Linked DNA regions of Sus scrofa: regions 1 and 2 are each linked to region 3. A link is a contact called in public HiChIP or PLAC-seq and promoter capture Hi-C data. All regions are on one chromosome and are shown on one strand. The core of a region is the stretch at or near the end of the contact, and the rest is flanking DNA. Distances in the headings are between cores, read along the strand shown.

Region 1 (2,700 bases), core at 34-2,533, 140 kb before region 3:
TTTGGTTTTCACTGTGAAGCACGAGGATTATATATAAAAACAACAACACAGTATTCCTAAGAAAGGTACGTGGAGATCATCTTACATAAAGATACAAACCACATCTTAAGTGACCTTATAAAACTACTTTCAGTTGGAGTTCCCTTCGTGGCACAGTGGAAACAAATCCCACCAGGAACCATGAGGTTGCGGGTTCAATCCCTGGCCTCCCTCAGTGGGTTATGAATCTGGCATTGCCATGAGCTGTGGTGTAGGTCGCAGATGCAGCTCAGATCTGGTGTGGCTGTGGCTGTGGTGTAGGCTGGCCGCTGTAGCTCCAGTTAGACCCCTAGCCTGGGAACCTCCATATGCCGTGGGTGTGGCCCTTAAAAAGCACCCAAATAACCCACAAAACTACTTCTCGTTGGTTAGAGGACAGGTGTGGAGAGAGACTTTGGCTGTACATTGTTAATCTTTTTAAACAGAAATTACTCTGACATTCCATCGCTTATCTATATGCCTGATGTGTACTCCAACCTTATCATAGAAAAGCTATTTTCTTCTCTTTTTCAGTCAATGAAAAGAACCCAAAATATTTAAAAAAAAAAACACACAACTCTCTTGCAGAACTAAGTTGGCTTTTACACAAAAACAAGTGGCGCGAGAGCAGAATATTACCACAGAACTGAACAATGGGGTTGCAGCCTGGGATGAGGGAGAAGGAAACACAAGAAATTAACCATCCGAAGTGGCAGACACTGTAAGTAATGTTTTCATGTTTCACTTTTAAAGTAAGACTGAACATTTCATTCAGAACGAGTTAAAAGAACAGAAATATATATGGGAAGTTTTAGAGGTTATTTCTTTGGGGGGCAATGAGCAAAGTGCCAGAAAGAGGAGCTTTAGGTAAATAAATGATCAAACATTTGTAAATTCACGATTTAAGTATTCTCTTGGTAACAGTCAAATTACCCAGATTTCCAAGGGGTTGGCAGCACCCCCAAAGGCGCAAGAGAGAAACACTGTTACCTTTCCTGAAACACAGGTTCACCCTGAGTGTACTCTTCAATCTACCAAAAGACAAACTCCCCCTGGAAAAACTGAGAAACAACCCGAGGGAAAGCCCAGAAAAACGGAACGGCTTGATAACGACTGGCACTTAACCCCTGCGGAAATACAGTACATGTTCTGGTTTCTGAATGGGAGGAACAGGACGGTCGACCTCAGCGGTGCTGGCCCTGAGCGGCGGACAGTCCCGAGCAGCGCGTGTCCAGGAGCGGCCACTAGGTGCCAGCAGCGCACTCCTGTCCACTGGAGCCCAAGCATTCCGTACTGCCCTCTACTGGGACGGTCCATTCACAGAAACGACTCCAGTGTGTGCCAGGCAGTTTGTCAGGCACCAGAGGTCAAATCACAAGCCAACATAGACAGGATCCATGCCCTCACGAGGCCTATAGCCCTGGCTGGGAGACCCATAATAATGAATACAGAAACAACGCAAGTGCCATAAAGGAGAGATACGTATCCAATAAAATAATAATGTATACTAAGGACACATGCTCAAATGTGTACATAAAGAGGTAAACAACCCAAAAGTTGAGGGAATATGGAGATCCCTCCCCTTGCTGCCGCCAGGCTTTATTATCTTGTTCTTTTCCATCTTGTTAGAATGAACAGTCCTATTCCAGCTTCAATTTATTTCAGTATCTGTCACAGCTTTTTGTAAAAAAAAAAAAAAAAAAAAAAAAATCATTCGCACAAAATAAGATCTAAACAGAAGCACATATTTCTACAACCATTTTTCAATCCCAACCAAAAGTATCAAAAATTTAGCCAGTAGACTGTCACCTGCCATAGTCAAAAGTATTAATTTTCAATAAATGAGTTTAAAACAAAGAACTCTCAGAATATTTTAGACAGATCAGGAAATGCTAAGATTTACGGCAACAAATGTGAAAATATTTTTGTTGTTTGTTTCTTTACAAACTTTCATTGCTTCTGGCAATAAAATATAATATAAATAGTTCCAAACAACTATTTTCAAAATGTTCAACCCCCAGCACGTTTCCTTGAAAAGTCTTTTACACCATCATTGTTTATCTTGAATGTCCCCTTTATCTTGAAGATGAAATGTTTATTTTCTTTGAAAAGAGAGGTGGGATATATCCTAATACATTCGGCCACGTGTCCTCCTAACAAAGCCAAGAGCGTTCTGACATCTGTCCTTTGGGAAAACAAAAGCCTGTTCTAAGTCCTCAGCACTTTTACAAACGCTGCCCCTGGGGAACCTCTGGAAATAGCCAAGATCTTCCCCGTCACACTACTCTACCCCCAGCACGTGAGGAGAACTCTAAAGATTCACCCGACTCCAGAGGGGGTTTTGGACAATTATAAATTCATAAACTTGGATCGAAGCTGACCACACCGGTGACCTCCCTTCACACTGGCACTGACTCGTGACTTCTTTCTCCTAACTATGAACGACTCCATGGATGACCTTCAGGGCCACTCAGTTAGGCTACACATTTATTGGGGAATGATCAAAAGAGAAAACGACCCCATTCAGAATGGCACTACTATCTGGAAAGAAGACAGAGACGGGCAGAGAAGTGATGGGGCTTGACCTACACCACGCGTGTATTTACCTATTGATTTATCAGTGTGGATCATTCCACAGATAGTAACGCAATACTATCACTCTTTTTTTGGTTATTGCTCAAA
Region 2 (2,700 bases), core at 109-2,608, 190 kb after region 3:
AGCTACCACTGGATCCAGCAATCCCACCCCTGGGCATCTATTCAGAGAAAACCATGACTCGCAAAGACACATGTACTCTGATGTTCACTGCAGCACTGTTTGCAACAGCCAAGACATGGAAACAACCTAAATGTCCATCGACAGAGGAGTGGATCCAGAAGATGTGGTACATATACACAATGGAATATTACTCAGCCATTAAAATGAACGAAATACCAGCATTTTTAGTAACATGGATGGACCTAGAAATTATCATGTTAAGTGAAGTCAGCCATACAATGAGACACCAATGTCAAATGCTATCACTTACATGTGGAATCTTAAAAAGAACAGAATGTTTGCAGAACAGATACTGACTCACAGACTTTGAAAAACTTACGGTTTCCAAAGGAGACAGTTTGGGGGGTGGGGGGATGCGCTGGGGGTTTGGGATGGAAATGCTGTGATGATCATTGTACAACTATAAATGTGCTACATTCATTGAGTAATAAAAAAATGAAAAAAAAAAAGGGCAGGTATTGAAGAGTTCTGTTCTAAAAATCTGAACTGGCTTTTGGAGTTCCCGTTGTGGTGGGGCGGAAACAAATCTGACTAGGAATCATGAGGTTTCGGGTTCAATCCCTGGCCTCGCTCAGTGGGTTAAGGTTCTAGCATTGCTGTGGCTGTGGTGTAGACCAGCAGCTGTACCTCCGATTCCACCCCTAGCCTGGGAATCACCATATGCTGCCCGCCCGCCCTGCCCCCAAAAAGACAAAAAAAAAAATCTTAACTGGTTCTTGATTTGCACATGCTAAATGCCACATTTGATGTCTTTTACATACAACATGCTCCAATTCATCTCTGTAGACTGTCCCCAGGGGACTTCCCTTCACTGCCCGGTGCTCTTTCTATGGTTCTGTTTCCTCCGATCAAAAGGCCTTTCTCAAGGGCCTCGTCGGGTTCTTAACTCGCTGAGCCACAGTGGGAACTCCATGAATTTTCTGGCTGGAGAGCCTCCGAGAAGGTGGAAGGCAATGTGTGTGTCTGTTTCCGTGCGCATCCTGAGAACTTGGTGCGTCTCCCGCAGCTGGCTTCATCAGGAAGTGCCGTGGGAGGGATTAGCGGCCCGATGGGGGTGGAAACATAGCTTTGAAAGTTATACTATTAGAAGTATCATTTCCACTTTATTTTGCCAACAAAGGAAATCTGTTAAGCCTCAGGCCATAAGAATCACAAAGCCAGTCCTTGAGCTATATCGCATTCCCAGGGTACCTGGGCGGGGGAATCCTAGCTCTGCTTCAGTTCCATATGGTCGTTCACTAGAACCTCAGCCGGCCTGGAAACCAGGAGTTGACCCCGTGCTTTTAGGTCGAATGGTTTATGTAATCGAGATAATAATGGCGCCTCTTTTAAAAGCACCTTTGCGTTTTTGTGTTTTGCAGTGCCGCTCATAAAGTTATCATAATTAAATTGCTGTGAAATAGACAATTAAGTGACCTCCTCATCTCCTTACAACAAGGGTTCGAAGTCCGCTGCTAAGTGGGATCGAGATAGAAAAAAACAAAAAAACAAAAAAAAAACCCAAACCTTGAACTGTAGCCTCACGCAGATAACTAGGCAACATTGCCTCCTAGCGTCTAATACAGGTAGTGCCTCACCTTCGCAGACAGGAAGAAAGGCGGGCTGGAGAGAGAGGATTTGGAGGGGTATTGAGTGTGTATTTACTGGCCAGCAGAAGCCTGAAGACTGAAGAGCTTAATCACAAGATAGATCCCAAACAAGAAGCTTCAGACTTTTCACGACCAAGATTCATTTTTTAATTTTTTATTTAGTCTTTTTGCCTTTCCTAGGGCCGCTTCCCACAGCATATGGAGGTTCCCAAGCTAGGGTTTTAATCGGAGCTGTAGCTGCCGGCCTACTAGGGATGCCAAGCCACAGCAACTTCGGATCCGAGCCGTATCTGCAACCTACACCACAGGTCACGGCAATGCCAGATTCTTAACCCACTGAGCAAGGCCAGGGATGGAACCCACAACCTCATGGTTCCTAGTCGGATTCGTTAACCACTGCGCCACGACGGGAACTCCACACAAGCAATCTTCAAACTAGGTCTTCAAACTTGTATCCCTTCCTGAGCCTGGCAGGTAGCTGGAGCTGTGGGAAAGCTGTGCCCCTTATCACGGCATTCACTTTCCCCAAAGTGTAAAGTGTCACAGGAGCCTCCAAACTTGACAGAGGAGCACATCAGATGCTAAGTCACCTTCGCCCTTAAAGGATTCTCTGCAGGAAAAAAGAGGTTTTCCTTCTTCTGGAGTGTCTTTTTCATTCTAAGAGGTTCTCAGAGCCAGGGAACTGGGCTCTAGAGTTTGTGAATACAGGGCTCCTTGTTTTCCCAGAGCACGGGTACCCCCGACATGGCACGGTTGGGATCCTGTGGTCTTGGAACCAGGGTATACAAACATGGTTCCACTTAGGATGGCCGCGGGCTTGGCTCAAAGAACGGACACAATCTTGAAATTCTTCATGCTTCCCCCGCCATGGCCCCCACATTTTCACTTTGCACTGGGACCTTTCCCTGTACAATGGGTCCCGCTTTGATAGAATTTAACACTTCGTCTCTTTACTCCCCCGTTCATGCTCATACTCTCTGTTCCTGGCACTCTGCTGCACCTGAAACCTTGCCTGGACAAAGGGAAGAGTCTCGGTGACGTAGTCTGGACC
Region 3 (2,700 bases), core at 157-2,656:
GTGGTGCAGGTCAAAGGCTCGGTTTGGATGCCGCATTGCTGTGGCTGTGGCATAGGCCGGCAGCTGTAGCTCCAGTTGGACCCCTAGCCTAGGAACCTCTGTATGCTGCAGCTTCAGCCATAAAAAAGCAAAAAACAAAACAAAACAAAACAACACAAAAAACAAACCGAACAAACAACAAAAAAAAGAGAGACCATTGCAGGAGCTTTTGTAAAGAACCCCTGTGACAGCTCGGAATGACGCTGCAAACAGCAGTCTGCCATGCTTCCACAGATATTAATGACACATAATGGAGTCTCCTAAAGGACCTCTAGGGTCTGACGGGGGTTTAAGTTTGAGATCGCCCAATTTAATAGCACTGGAAAAGGTTTCCGAGTCTCCTCATGCGAGTAATCAAGGGTTTCTCCTGTTTGAAGCTGAAAGACTTGTGTAAGGATTAGCTCCCTCGGCTTTATCGATCAATTTGTCCTTAGAGTCAAAAGCAGTTTACAAAACTAGCATAAAGACACACACAAAACTTAAACTGTTAGAATAACAATATTGAATAAACAATCGACAGCAAGAGTAGATTCCGCAGGTAAAAAGAACTGATTATATTTCTGGGCTAATCAAGTTTGTCATTACAGGCTCACATGGTCCTTTAAGAACTCAATCTCGATCCAAGGGCTGGGTTGGTCTGGGCGTTCCAGTTCATTTTCCGTTTCAAAAATGCAAAGCCATAACCATCTTAACGTTGATATTTATCGTGTTTATCCCTGCCTCTCCGGATTACTGAGTTCAGGGAGACCGGGTAGGAGGGCGGCGAAGGCTGGGAGGAGGGGAGGAGTGGAAGGGTGGAGTGGGGCGGGGAAAGGGGGAGCGGTGAAGACCTCACGGATTGGACCCCAGGAGGAAACCTGGAGAAGGCAGCGATTTCAGGGAAGAAAGGAAAATGCGAAGTGACGCAAAGAGGAGGAAAAGGGCTGCAGGCAACCGTGCGGGCAGCGCTGGACTGGGAGCCCCAGAAATAGGCGGGGCAGGGGGCGCGGGGTGCAGCCGGGCTCGGGGATCAGGCTCCGGGAGCGACAGAAGCAGGGCGGGGAGATGGACGTAGGGGAGACAAGCAAATACTGGGAGTGGAGAGGCAAGAGACAGGAGTAGGACTCGGGAAGGGGCGGAGAAAGGCCGGCAACTGAGGACGCCCGCAGGAACCGCGAGCCGAGGGGGCCTGCCAGGGCTCGGGTCCCGGAGAGGGGCCGCGCGGGGGAGGTGGGGTAGGGACGGGGAGGCGGGCGCGAGGCCAATGGGAGGATTAGTCTGGGCGGGGCGGGGCACCAGGTGGCTCGAGGGCCAATAGGAAAGGAGCAGGGGCGGGGACGGTGCTCCGCAAGGCTCGAAGCCAATGGGAACCCGGGCCAGGAACGGAGGCGGGGCGCCAGGACCAATGGGAGGCTGAGCCAGGGAGAGCTGGCGGCCGTTCGGCCCTGCTCCGGGGGAGACGGACCCGGAAGGCGATGGGGGCGGGGAGCCCGGCTGACAACCTGTCAAATCCACTTCGGGACGAACTAGGTCACGCGCCTCCGCGAGCTAGGGCACCCCCGCCCCGCGAGGCCCGCCGGGTGGCCCGCGGGGCCCGGCCCGGCTGCTTCCTCTTCCTGCCGGCGGTGGGGGCGGGGCGGGCGGCCGGGACACCTGCCTCCCCGGCCCTACGGCCGACGCTGCTCCCAGAAGCTCGTCCGCACGTTGTCTTCATGACAGCTGGACCCACCGCGGCTTCGCAGTTGAGAATGTGTATCTTTCGAACGGCCCTTCAGAGTTGAAAACTCTCTGCACCCACGGCGGTCCTCACGCCGCGCGTTCACGAGAGTAGTGGACTGGTCCCGCGGGCCCGCGTCTGCGGAAGCCGGCCGGCCGCGCACTACTTGGCGCGGAAGAACCCGCGGACGGCGGAGGGATCCCGCGCGAGCCGCCGGGACGAGAACCGTCCCTCCGGATCCCGTCCGGGCCCCTGGCGGGCGGCGATCGGGGCCGTGGGCAGCGCAGGCGGTTACGCGCGCCGGCCCCGACGACATACGCGGAGTAGGGCCGGCCCTACGCGGCGCGTCCCGGCCTTCCGGGTCACCTGTTTCTCCCGGGAGAGGACCTGGCCTCTCGCGCCAGGCAGCGAACGGCAGGCCGCACTAGCCGACGGGCGGCCGGGGCTGGGAGGGCGGAGGACGCGCTTTGTGTCGCTGCAGCGGGACGGGTGGCGGGGGATCCGTTTTCCCTCTTTCCCAGCCCTGGTCGTAGTTCAGACACTTCCACCAGCTTAAGCTTGGGCACGTAGTTGTCTATAGTTGTTTCCAAGTGAATGAAATGAAATAAAAGCCTCAATCAGAAGTCAGCATTAGCCTAAGGCCGGGATTATGACTTTGCTCCAACATCATGTAGGATTTGTGCCCTCGTATTTCTACTGCTTAGACCCTAAGTCCATTTCTTTTCAATATGGACCCATAATAGAGCCATATCCGTCTTGTTAAGGTCTTCAAAATGGATGTTGATGCACAATCTAATTAAGCAATAGATATGTTAATGTACAGATTCCGTTCATTATATTTCTCAATGCAAATTTGCTTAGGGTTTTTGCATTGAATAGACAGTAATGCTCTGTTTAATTTTCACTACTTGGCCATTCAATTTATGTTAATTTTTCTCCAGAACAAGGTGATGGCATTGTTTTAA

The links. Promoter capture Hi-C pulls out the DNA fragments that hold promoters and counts their contacts. HiChIP or PLAC-seq counts read pairs in DNA pulled down with a chosen protein or histone mark.
Region 1: a contact with region 3 is called in an H3K27ac HiChIP or PLAC-seq map of alveolar macrophages. The contact joins two enhancer-like sites. A contact is called at or near these places in 2 of 5 promoter capture datasets (fetal liver and liver), 17 of 47 Hi-C or Micro-C datasets (alveolar macrophages, embryonic fibroblasts, fetal heart ventricle and 10 more) and 2 of 2 datasets of contacts at active chromatin or transcription factors (alveolar macrophages and skeletal muscle).
Region 2: a contact with region 3 is called in a promoter capture Hi-C map of liver, with 5 times the contacts expected there. The contact joins two enhancer-like sites. A contact is called at or near these places in 1 of 5 promoter capture datasets (liver), 4 of 47 Hi-C or Micro-C datasets (embryonic fibroblasts, heart right ventricle, liver and 1 more) and 2 of 2 datasets of contacts at active chromatin or transcription factors (alveolar macrophages and skeletal muscle).

The regions. Positions count from the first base shown.
Region 1 is chr18:5,112,329-5,115,028 of Sscrofa11.1, reverse strand. All of the region lies in intron 7 of KMT2C (histone-lysine N-methyltransferase 2C), which reads right to left. Among named protein-coding and RNA genes, the nearest start is that of KMT2C, 120 kb to the right of the region's middle. Within about 2 kb of position 1,283, at least 9 of the 83 cell types and tissues checked have an H3K27ac peak or open chromatin away from gene starts, as enhancers often do. A contact at or near this core is called in alveolar macrophages, where this site is marked.
Region 2 is chr18:4,780,604-4,783,303 of Sscrofa11.1, reverse strand. No RefSeq gene overlaps it. Among named protein-coding and RNA genes, the nearest start is that of XRCC2, 26 kb to the left of the region's middle. Within about 2 kb of position 1,358, at least 8 of the 83 cell types and tissues checked have an H3K27ac peak or open chromatin away from gene starts, as enhancers often do. A contact at or near this core is called in liver, where this site is marked.
Region 3 is chr18:4,968,112-4,970,811 of Sscrofa11.1, reverse strand. No RefSeq gene overlaps it. Among named protein-coding and RNA genes, the nearest start is that of CCT8L2, 12 kb to the left of the region's middle. Within about 2 kb of position 1,406, at least 73 of the 83 cell types and tissues checked have an H3K27ac peak or open chromatin away from gene starts, as enhancers often do. A contact at or near this core is called in alveolar macrophages and liver, where this site is marked.